3 separate regions of the Zea mays genome follow, and all the other regions are linked to region 2. Evidence: chromatin contacts called from public Hi-C data. All regions are on one chromosome and are shown on one strand. Each heading gives the region's core, a stretch centred on a gene start, on an enhancer-like site or on the middle of the called end of the contact. The rest is flanking DNA. Distances are from core to core; before and after follow the strand shown.

What was found. Hi-C and Micro-C count contacts between places; a contact is called where the count stands out from the background.
Region 1: a Hi-C map of tassel shows a contact between it and region 2, with 4 times the contacts expected there. The contact joins the promoter of LOC100192606 here to the promoter of LOC100191649 in region 2. A contact is called at or near these places in 3 of 25 Hi-C or Micro-C datasets (ear, root tip and tassel).
Region 3: a Hi-C map of bundle sheath shows a contact between it and region 2, with 3 times the contacts expected there. The contact joins the promoter of LOC100274113 here to the promoter of LOC100191649 in region 2. A contact is called at or near these places in 8 of 25 Hi-C or Micro-C datasets (bundle sheath, ear, endosperm and 4 more).

The regions. Positions count from the first base shown.
Region 1 is chr9:93,919,121-93,923,120 of Zm-B73-REFERENCE-NAM-5.0, reverse strand. LOC100192606 (NAD(P)-binding Rossmann-fold superfamily protein) reads left to right here and starts at 2,192. Exons shown (of 10, transcript NM_001365538.2): 1 at 2,192-2,369; 2 at 2,486-2,547; 3 at 2,999-3,118; 4 at 3,223-3,322; 5 at 3,439-3,519; 6 at 3,655-3,704; 7 at 3,815-3,965. The coding sequence starts at 2,355.
Region 2 is chr9:94,127,563-94,131,529 of Zm-B73-REFERENCE-NAM-5.0, reverse strand. LOC100191649 reads left to right here and starts at 1,780. Exons shown (of 6, transcript NM_001137078.1): 1 at 1,780-1,899; 2 at 1,994-2,108; 3 at 3,375-3,726; 4 at 3,823-3,967. The coding sequence starts at 1,866.
Region 3 is chr9:93,976,351-93,980,515 of Zm-B73-REFERENCE-NAM-5.0, reverse strand. LOC100274113 reads right to left here and starts at 2,049. Exons shown (of 2, transcript NM_001148492.1): 1 at 773-2,049; 2 at 1-350. The coding sequence starts at 2,024.

The DNA of each region.
Region 1 (4,000 bases), core at 943-3,442, 210 kb after region 2:
GATCCATCTAGTTGGTTTTAATCCAACTCTTCCGCTGCATTTATTGTTGGTAGATCTGAGTAGTTTCATTTAAGTTCGCAGTTGAATAGGTGAATTGCGGTTTAACCGGCCTCAAGATCGGTTGAACCAGCCTCCCCTGTTGAACTATCGTTTCTCACAAAAGTTTGAAGTTTATGTTGAGAATTGCAGGTGTGGCATATTCACCCCTTTAGGCCACTCTCACAAACCGCAACGACAACACAAAGTGAATGCATAAACGAATGTAGTGAGAATTGAACACTTGCCTGCCTATTTTGTTTGGTTGAGTAGGTAGTCACTCAAAATGTTACAGCAATCCTATAACACATAAATCAAGCGGCATCGAATTTCAGCACCGGCGACATCGCTTGCCCCGACAACAGAATCGGGTAAATATTAAACAAACAGAAACTAATGTATTGGTTGACGTTGTGATCGGTTAAACATGTAAAAACAAGCGAACCAAATAACACCTTCGTGGTTGGCACGATCCCTTTCTTTGCCTATATAAACCAAACAACGCAAGCAGTACATGTACCTGTAAGGGTAGTGATGGATCATAATCCAAATATTTGTTCATAAATTATTTGGTCCCTTAATTAATTTTAATTTATAAATAAATAAAAATAAAGTTTGATCCAACCCTTAAATTTTGAAAAATTTAGAGCCAATTACATCCTAACGACCGAGACCAGATGGTAGGGCTAGCTTACGCCATAAGGGCATGTACAACCCACTTAAATGACCCCGTATCTTACGGGATATCAAGGGGGTAAGTGTAAAAAAACACAATACGTATCTTGTTAAAGAAACGTCCCTAGCATAGTTCTCTAAATTTGGATACAGTTCCAGCCATACAACCCACATAAATAAAACATATCTTAAGTGATTCTAGTGAATAAGATATAAGGCTAATAGAAGAACCAACGGAAGGCTTCATACTCTTGCCACATCATCAAGAGCCAAGAATACAACAATATATATAGCAAGTTTATGCTTAGATGACTTTAAGTTAGAAAGAAAAATAATTCAGATTGGCTAGAAAAAGAAAGAGTCAACCTTAACTCCCGCAGCAGGCTATAAGCATGCTCTTTCTTCTCGTATAATACGTTGAAGCTAAACTCCTTATGAAACATCCACTTTCTTTCCTCTCTTGTGTTCCCACCTTGCCACTTAGGATTTTGTAACATGGAGTTGTTCGAAGTCCGTCTAGTCAGCCTTATTATACTTGCTTTTAAATACATTAAGTTGTATGAAAGAATTTCCTAGTGCTTGGAGAAATGTAACATGATATCTAGGTTGTATAGGCATCAAAACGTGTACTATGCTGCTCCCTAGTGACTTGCATGACAGACTAGCGCAGCGCAACACGGCTCACGCATGGTGACGCATAGCGGCGCAGCCACAACCGCTTGGCGCCGGGCGCGACTCGAGCGGCGGCAAGGGCATGGAAGACTTTTTAGAATACAAGAGACAAATAAAAGATTGTACAATATAATCCTTAGACTCTAGATAATAAATGCAGCTAGGAGGCAATATATATAAAGAGTCGTGAATAGACGGGCTATTGCGTAGAGCTAGTTTTTTTTGTATTTTTTCACTGTCCTTTATAAACTCTTAAGAGACCATATATTAAATATGGTTATACACACCTTAATAATAATTACCATGGCCCTAATCGCCAAGGCCATAATTTATACGAACTACCCTCGTCGCATCCCGATGTCATTACCGCATGTAGATGTAGTACTGTCCTCGCATGCCGATGTAATTGCCGCATCGACGTGGCGGCTAATTTTCTTTTCAGAAACCGATGATGGCCAATTATCTGTCCAAACGGCAGGATAGAAAAAACTGTTGGAAACCAAATGCTTGCTATCCCGAAAGCCCATTTTTTTGAAAAGAAAGCCCAAAATTAGACGTGGGTCTTGCAGCGCTTCCTCGGAATCCAACAAACCGAACAGGCCCAAATCAGTTTGCCCCAACCAAAACGAGACCCAAGCAAGACACTCGTGGAGCCCAGCTCACCCGAAAGCTGCATCAGCGGCCCACGAGCACAACGGACGCCGTGCCACTCACGGGCTCACGGCTGGTGGAGACGGAGAGGCTAGGCGGGGACGGCCTGCCCCTGCGCCCCTGCCATCTTGCGCGGCGCAGCATCGGCCACCGAGGCGCGGCTTCTCGATTCTTGACCATCCTGCTGTTCTGCCTTCTCCGTCCGCGCCTTCGAGAAGGCCACAGAGCGAAGGAATTGCAGAGTTTTCTTGGCGCGAAAGAAGGAGAGAGAGAGAGAGAGAGAGAGAGAGAGAGAGAGAGAGAGAGAGAGGAAGACGAAGATGTTTATCCAGAAGGTGATTATCATGTCTCCAATCATTGTTTGTCGTGCAGATAATGCGCGAGCAGACATGCTCTGGTTGCTTTAACGAGTGTGTGATCTGCGTTGATTGTGTTTTCATGGGGGGCGCAGGCATGGAGGACGGCGGCGTTTGGGCTCTACGGCTTCAACCATTTCACAAAATCTGGTTTCCTGTAAGCCTCATTCAGCCCCGGCCCCTCAATCATCTCCCCCCAGTATTCGTCCTTTCTCTGTAGTTCGCACAATTTTGTGCGACCGCGTTCGTTGCTGTCGAATACTAATTTCTTGCGAGTCCGGCTTTGTTGGAATCGATTGTTCCTTAAATTGAATTTAGACTAAGATAACTAGGCTGACGGCCCCTTGGGATCCAAATTTTGGCATCGCACTGGATGTTTAGTTTAATTTCATCAGGATTAAACCCCAATTTTCAAACAGTAATTTAAAGGGTTTTGTGGAACAGAAAACCTGATCCTCAAAATGGTCTAGAGCTGTCACTGTAAACGATTAAATTTTGTAGTGTATGGCAAAACAATAAATCCCTGACGGGTGATGGCCCCCTCCCCTCTGAAACGAACAGGACAGTGGCTTTTTTCGTATGATGAAGCAATGTGTCCTTTATTACAGGGAGCATGCGAAGAAATTCAGAGAGGAGGATATGCAGATCCGGTTGGATGGAAAAAATTGCCTAGTAACTGGAGCGAATTCTGGCATTGGTTTTGCTACGGCTGAGGGTTTGGCTTCACAGTATGGATCTATTCTTTGTTTTTAAAATGATGATTTGTTCTAGAAAATACTGATTTCATTACGTGATTCCTATAAAAAAATATTGGTTTCTATTCTTCTACCAGTGGTGCTACCGTCTATATGGTCTGTCGTAACAAGGAGAGAGGGGAGGCAGCTCTCAACCAAATAAGATCCAAAACTGGCAATGCAAATGTTCATCTGGAGGTATGATGCTTGTTGATTCTCTAACATGTTTGGGAGATTCAACTGTTCTTCATAATAATATATTAATATGTGATGGTTATGAGAAAATAAGACGCAACACTATTATCATGTGGCAGATATGTGACCTTTCATCTATCAATCAAGTAAAATCGTTTGCAACAAAGTTCACTTCGATGGATAAACCACTCCATGTCTTGGTGAGGACTGTTGTTTCAAGCACACTGCCGTTTTGCATCTTTCCCAGCTGCTTTTAGTTTCTATGTCAATGCTTTAAAGTTTCTCTAAATCAGATTGACCAAATTTTGATATAAAACTATTAATTTGCCATCTAGGTAAACAATGCTGGCTTACTAGAGCACAAGCATGAGATTACAGCAGAAGGGTAAGTGATATGTTGGTTTGCAAACAGCCAATTAATTTATACATCATATGAATAGTTTTATCACTAAAATCATATCCATGCTCTTTTCTTTTCCCTTTTTTTGGGAACAGGTTGGAGCTCAATTTTGCTGTCAATGTAGCTGCGACATACACTTTAACAGAGCTAGTTATGCCGTCATTGGAGAAAGCGGCACCAGATGCTCGTGTCATCACAGTTGCATCAGGAGGCATGTACACCGAGCCACTGAACAAAGACTTACAGGTAATTATTTTTCTAGGTTGCCTTCGTTTACATTA
Region 2 (3,967 bases), core at 531-3,030:
TAATTAGGAAAGCTAGTATGATATAATCTTTTCCCAAAAGAGATAAACGGCTAGGTGTCGTTACAGAGCATAGTGCTGGCTGTAATTACTGCGATGGGGTTATACACTGTGAAAAAAGGCTTATGCTTTCTTTGTCCTGAAACCATAGCGGGTTTTCTTATGCTAGTAAAACTTTGTAAATGCCTCGTAGCATTTCTATGCCACCACACCCTGGTAGTGTGGTATTGTGCTGGCCGGCACACGCGTGATTGCATGCAAACTTCTCTGAACTTTTACACAAATTGTGGGTAGAATCATGGCCGATCAGACCATCACAAACATTCCTACAGGTTGCACACAACCACTCATGGACCAAGCCAGTTATTAGGGCGTCTGCAATGGTCCTAGCTAGATGGTAGTTAGGAAGCCTCCATATCATTCTTATAGTTGATACTAATAGATAATGCTATACTATGCTATCTACTTCCTCGGTCCTAAATTAAAATTCGTTTTAAATAATTAATACTACCTACATTCACAAATATACGACAACATTGACTTTTTTCGAAAACTTTGACCACTCATTCAAAAATATTTATTCAAAAATGTAAAAATTTTAATCAAGCATAGACTACTTTAAAAGATAAAACAAATCACAACAAAATAAATGATAACTCATTATTTTTTTAAATAAGACGAGTAGTCAAAATTTTTTTTAAAAAAGTCAACAGTGTCAAATATTTATGAACTAAAGGAGTAGATTCATACAATATTTAATGCATGTGTTCTATATATATCTAAATTCATCATAATTTAGTTGAATACATATATAAAAATCAAGAGATAAAACAAACACTATTTTTAGACAAAGAGAGTATTTATTAGTTAATTTTTTGTGTCTCGTTGCGCGTGTGGACGAATGAGATGGGAGACGAGCGATGATTTGTGCCTCGTCTCGCGAGGTTAACGAGCGACGAAGTAAACACTAGCTTAGATTTTTTTTTTGACTTGTTTTCACACAGGACTTATGCTTACACGAACTACTAAGGTGGTGTTTGGTTTTAGGGACTAATGTTTAGTCCCTTCATTTTATTCCTTTTTAGTCTATAAATTGCTAAATATAGAAACTAAAATAAAGTTTTACTTTCTATATTTGGTAATTTTGGAACTAAAATGGAATAAAATGTAGGGACTAAACATTAGTCCCTACAAACCAAACACCCCCTAAATACCTGACTGACTTATCTTTGTTGGGGACGCCCTTATCGAACTTGGGCTGGTCCACCATCCACAAACGTCAGTCGCTCTGCCTGCCACCACCAGCAGCTAATGAAAACGGGCCCACAGCCCTTAAAACCTCGTGTCCTGCTCTTTTTGCTTCACCAAATTTCTTACGGCCCACCAGGCCACCATGAACCGGTCATTATATTAACAGACGCCATTTACTCCGATTCGAATTTCCAAATCCCGCTGCCGACGCGACGTCCTCGCCAACGGCCGGCCCTCCACCTCTTTTCCCGCCCCGCGCCTCGCGATTCAAACGGCGCTGCGGATGGGTTGGTAACGCCCCACTCCCCGCTCCGCTCCTCGTCCCGCTCATACGGCAAGCCACGCAACTCAAACCACCCTCACTCACTGACAGGTGGACCCACAAACCCCAACAGGCCCCGCACGCCGGCGTAAGAGTTATCCCGCGGGGGCACGCGGGTATGCACACCATCTGTGACTCTGTGAGTGGCTGCGCCGCCGTTATTTATACGCTCCTCTTTCGCCAAATACGGGGAGTCGGAGACCCCAAACCTCTGTCGAAAGTTTCACCTCCGGTCGCTGGTTTCCTCCAATCTCCGTGGTAGTTCAGCGCGAGCGGGCGGCGGGGTTTGAGCTCGATGGTCACTTCCGGCGAACAATCGGCTGGCGGCGGTACGGAGATTCCTATTTCTGTACCTTGTTCCGGTGTGTTTTCAGGCGGATGCGTGCATGCTACGGTCGTTGATTTTATTTATCATCTGTGAAGGGTCTGCGGCGAGGGCGTCGAAGCTGCGGTACCCGCTGCGGTCGGCGAGCAAGGGGAAGGCGGCGGTCGTTTCCCCGGCGGCTGATGCTCCTCCCACCATCTCTGCTCCGCGACGGTGCGTTTTCACGTTGCTGCCATCTTTTGTTTTTTTCTTTCCTTTCCACATCTTACGATGGGTGCAATCTTATTTCACTCGTGGATCCGCGATTGTTGTGTTTTGTTCAAATCTGATAATATAGTTCCTAGCAGTTCTGTCGTGCAGGAGTAGGGCATGCCTATTGATAGGCCCACTTTGTGGGGTGCTAAATTGCTAACGGTTACTGAGATGCAACTGTTCAAATGACGCTATTCAATTTTAACAATCCGTTAGTAATTTGTTCTTGAACAGTGGATGATAGCTCTGCAGTTGGTTTTTGCTGGACCTACCTACTTCAGAAAGTAGCTGAGGATAGTGTTTTTTCTCGAGACCAAATGGGGACCATGATAGCCAACATGAAACTATATATAGTAGTAATGATGGTGCATCTGTTGGCATGTCAAAGGTAGTAGGTGCAATTCCATTTCAGGAATATTATGAAGAAAAATTAACCCTGGCAATCTATAAGCAGTAAAGCAGGCCTTGTTGTTGTAGTTAACAAGGGGTAGATCTATTCTGGGGGTTTATGGTTTCACTCAACTAAAGTTTAGTCCGTGTCACGTTGGATGTTTGAAAGACAATTACGAGTATTAAATATAGTCTGGTTACATTAATAAAGACTAAACACTGAGATATAAATTTATCAAGTCTATATTTAATACTTATAATTAATATTCAAACATCTGATATGGCATAGACTAATCTTTAGTCAGAGAAACCAAATGTTCCCTTAGTCTCAGCTGCCTAACTGAGATTTGCTGGATAAAATCCTGCAGTCCCACACTCCCACTTGCCATATCTTAGTTTTGCCTATTCCTGAGCTCAAGTCTCTGAACTCATTGTAAATATATAGGAGCTAATTTAGACAGGTAACTCTGTGATGTTTCTTTGTGGGTCTCCTTCATATACAGTAGAGGCGTGTACAGCTTTAGGTGTAGTAGGTCTAGGTAGTTGCACATTGATTTGTTCAGCAGCACTAGTGCATTACCCATCACGATGCCGAGCTAGTGAGCTATCAAAACTTCAAGCAGTCTATGGGAAGATCATCCGTCAGCCTTCAAGACAGTAGAGATGTGCAGGCTATCTCTTCAAAACTAAGCATTTGATTGTTTGGTGTTATGTCAGTTTACCTACAATTGTCTATAATTTAAGCTGGGCACCTCTCAACTTCCATCGCAACGTTTATATGAGCTACTAGTTTTTTTGCTCTAAGAGAACATTCTTCATCTGATTCCTTATATATAGGGCAAAACCATCTTCAGATGTCAGCAAGAGCATGTGTTTAGACCTTTCTGTGAAGGATAATTCTGCCAAACCCCCACGGAGGCACTCAATACAAACCAAGCCAGGAGCTAGCCCAAGGCCAACACCTTCTGGAACTGTGACTCCGGTGTCTGGGGTTCGGTCAAAGAGGTCGGAAAGCCAGGGGAGGTTTGATACCCCGACATCAGAAGTGTCCATGTCCATCTCAAGGCGCAAGTTCAGCACGCTTTCTTCAATCTCGTACTGGATGACACAGATCAGGCTGGCAGAGGCTGCTTCCAAGCACTCGGTTTCTCTGGGCTTCTTTAAGCTTGCTCTTGAATCAGAATGTGAGGTGGGCATCTCTTGTTTATTCGTTTTGTTAATTTTTTATCAAATAAGCTTGTTACATAGATGTGATTAGATTAGATTGTTGGGTGTTTTTATACAGCCTTTGGACCGGATGAGGGAAGAACTCAAGTCCTACGTAGCACGGCATGGCCTGGCGACAGAATTGGAGGACCCAGTTAAGGACATTCTCCAGGTTTATGATATTTTGGATGATTTTGAGAAGCTGAAGATCTCTGCAGAGCCCT
Region 3 (4,165 bases), core at 800-3,299, 150 kb after region 2:
CGAGGTCTTGGCCCACTCCTCGGGCGGGCTCTTCACCTCCTTGAGCAGCGCCACCACCTCCTTCATCGTCGGCCGCTCGTGGGGCGCCGTGTTAACACAGAAGATGGCCACGCCCAGCGTCTGCAGCATCTCCTGCACCAGCTGGTCCGGCATGCCCCGCAGCTTCGGGTCCAGGATGTTCACCGCCGGCTCGTAGCTGCCCATCTTCTTCTTCGCCCACTCCACGATGTGCAGGCTGGCCTCACCCAGCACTGGCTCTATGGCGCTCCGCCCGCTTAGGATCTCCAGCAGCACCACGCCGTAGCTGTAAACGTCGCTCTTCTCCGTGATGTTGCTCGTGTACGCGTACTCTGAAATGTAGCACACATGTGTAAACAATTCAGAGTCTTTTGAAGATGATCATTCAGTCATATATGTGATCTATCAAGCAAAAAATATATATAATACTATGTAGAAACAATATCCTCCAACTGACCAAAAGGATACTAGTGATGTGAGGAACTAGTCAGGACTAGGACAAACTTCATTAGTGTCGAGACAGAGTGATCACTGTTACCAGCTTAAGCTACAAGCAACTGATGAAGAACAAGGTTAAGGTTGCTAGAAGCAACCACAGGTCAAAGATTCTCGCTTAGCAGCAGCATTACCAAAGAACTACTGACCTGTGGCATTAATTAGGGTTGCTGTTCTTGTACACTACTACGTCTAATTGCTGAAGAAATAAGAACAGCTAAATGCTGATTAACAGTAACAGCAAAAAAAACTAGCTTACCTGGAGCAATGTATCCATAAGAACCGGCAATGCGTGACATGGCGTGATGGTAATTTGGGGAGTTCATCAGCTTGGCCAGCCCAAAATCAGCCAAGTAGGCCTCATACTTGGAATCGAGCAGTATGTTGTTGCACTTGACATCCCTGTGGAGTATCGCTGGAATGCAGTCGTGGTGCAGGTAGGCCAGGCCCTGCGCCGTCCCGACGGCGATCTTGTACCTCGTGTCCCAGTCCAGGCTCCTGTTCTCCTTCAGGAGCTCCAGCAGGTTGCCGTTGGGGATGTAGTTGTAAAGCAGGAGCTTGACAGACCTGTTAGAGCAGTAGCCGAGTAGCTTCACGATGTTCCGGTGTCTGATGTGCCCCAAAATCTGGATCTCAGCTGCAAAGGCGTCGATCGGCTCGTCCTTGCCGGCCTTCCAGAGCTTCTTCACTGCGATGATGTCCCCGTTCGGCATCTCAGCTCTGTACACCACCCCCGAGCAACCTTTGCCGATCACGTTCTCGTCCTTTAGGCATGCCAAGATGTGGTCGATGCAGAAGTTAAGCTTCTGGAACGGCGTAAACGTCCAGGGGTTGGAGAAATCATCACCACAAGCACCAGACAAGCTCATCGCCTTCTGGCTGGCCAGCTTCCTGCTCCTGTTGATCAGAATCCAAACCACAACAAGCAGCAGCGCCACCGACCCCAGAACGCCGCAGACGAGAATCACGGTCTTGACCGTCTTCAGGGCAGACCTGCGAACCGTGTCCGCCGCACAGGAGTGCCCGTCGTAGGACTCACAGAGGTTGGCATTACCAATATAGGAGTTGGACGACAATGTCTTGAAGAACGGCGTCACTGGGATGGCGCCAGAGAAGTTGTTGTACGAGATGTTGAGGGAAGTCAGGCTGGTGAGCTCACCAAGGACCGAGATGCTGCCGTAGAGGCCATTGCTCGCGAGGTTGAGGGACTGCAGCTGCGTCAAACCGGACATCTCGTCAGGCAGCTCGCCGACGAACTTGTTCAAGCTCAGGTCCAGGCTGATGCCCAGGCTCGACAGCGCGCCGATCTCCGGCGGTATGGGGCCGGAGAAGCTGTTGTTGCTCAGGTCCAGCATTGTCAGTTTCTGCAGGTTCCGAATCGACTTGGGCAATGGCCCGGACAGATTGTTGCCGCTGAGGATCAGCTTGTTGAGGTAGCTGAAGTTACCAAAGCTCGCCGGTATCTCGCCGGTGAGCTCGTTCATGCTCAGGTCGAGCTGCTCTAGGTTCATGAGCTCCCCAAACTGCGGCGGGATGCCACCGGTGAAGCTGTTGTTGTGCACGTCCAGCAACTCCAGCACCGTGATGTTGGCGAGCTCGCCTGGCAGCTTGCCGGTGAACCTGTTTGAGTACAGGTCCAGGAACACCAGGTTCTGCAGCTTGCCGATCTCTCTGGGTATCTGGCCCACGAGCTTGTTCTCGCCGAGCCGGAGGCGCACCAATGATAAGCAGTTGGCGACGCTCGGGGGCAGCGGACCGGAGAGCTCGTTGCCCAGGAGGAGCAGCTTGCTGAGCTTCTGCAGCCCGAACACCTCGTCGGGGATGCCGCCGGAGAAGCGGTTCTTTGACAGGTCCAGCGCGTACAGGTCGGTGCAGTTGCCCAGGGACGGCGGGATCGCGCCAGACAGCGCGTTGCCCCAGAGGAACAGCACCTGCAGCGCCTTCAGCTCTCCAAGCTGCGGCGGGATCGCGCCAGAGAAGCCGTTCTTGTCGAGCTGCAAGGCGGTGAGGCTGCTCAGGTTGCTGAGCTCCGGCGGTATGCGCCCCGTGAGCTGGTTGTCCGATAGGTGCAGCTGCTCGAGCGCGCCGAGCCGGCCGAGCGCCCCGGGCACCTCGCCGGTAAGCCGGTTGCCCGACAGGTCGAGCACCACCAATGCGGAGCAGTTGGATAGCTCCGGCGGGATCTTCCCGGAGAGGGCGTTGCCCCAGAGGAGCAGACTGGTGAGCTTCTGCAGCCTCCCGAGCTCCGGCGGTATCGGGCCGGTGAGCTTGTTCATGTGAAGGTAGAGGTTGCGCAGCTCGACGCAGCCGCCGAGCGCGGCGGGTATAGACCCGGACACGCTGGTGTCGTACAATGCCAGCGTCTGGAGGTTGACGAGGCTGCCGAACTCCTCGGGGATGGGACCGGAGAGCGCGGTGACCGCGGCGCCGAAGACGGTGAGGTTGGAGAGCGCGCCGAGCGAGGCCGGGATGGGGCCCGACAGCGCCGGGTTGCCGCCGACGCGGAACTGCTGGAGCGCGGCGAGCGCGCCCAGCGAGGCCGGTATGGTGCCGTTGAGGAGGTTGTCCTGGACGCAGAGCACCTGGAGCGCGGAGAGGTTGGCGAGCGAGCGCGGGATGCCGCCGGTGAGACGGTTGGAGTTGAGGAGCAGGAACTGGAGCCCCGAGAGCGCGCCGAGCCCGTCGGGGATGTCGCCGGTGAGCGCGTTGGAGGAGAGGTCGAGGACCCGCAGCGCGGAGAGCGACGCGTACGAGGGCGGGATGGCGCCGGAGACGTTGCAGGCGGAGAGGTTGAGCAGCTGCAGCGAGGAGAGCGTGGCGAGGGCCGGCGGCAGCGAGGACAGGTTGAGGAAGGTGTCGGGCAGCGAGAGGGACACCACCCGGCTCTGCGGCGAGCACGTGACCCCCTGCCACGAGCACGGCGTCGCGGCCCTGGGGTCCCACGACGGCAGCACGGGCGACGGCGCCGCGCCGGGCAGCAGCGACAGCAGCGCCTTGCCGTCCGGCGACAGCGCCGCGGCCGGCTGGGCCGTCCCGACCGACAGCGCCACGAGCGCGGCGGCGACGACCACAGCCGCAGAGAAGAGCCGGGCACGCCGGTGGTGCGCCATTATTATCAACAACAACCTCCGCTGCCTGGATCAAGAACCCGCCGCGGGAACCGGAAAAGGCGAAGGCTTTTTTTTTTGGGTCACCCACCTCAAGCCGAGAGCGCGGCCGCCCGGCACGCCGGAGACGGTCACGGCATGCGCGCGCGGTCGCTTGCTACTGGGAAGAGCTAGCAAGGAGGAGCAGTGCGCGATGGTCGGCGAGGCATGTGGTGTGCCGGGTGCGGAGGTGGTGTGTGTGCGTGAGTGGCAGTGGTGGCCGCGGGCTCGCTCGCTTTCAGCAGCTGTCGTTGCTTGTGTGTGCCGCAGCCGCACCCAACAAGCATATGGAGGGCGTGACTGCCGTTTCTCTCCAGCTCCGTCTTCCTCACTTCAGTTTTAGTACGCTTACGCCTGAGCTTGGCCAGCGAGGAGAGAAGACGATGGATGGATGAGGTAGTAGTGCGAGTATACTAGTACAAATTGATCGCGTTAAACCCTTGGTTTGGGGCTGCGTTAAACCCCACCCGTTTTTGGTCTTATCTGCGGTTCTTGGGAGATTGAGC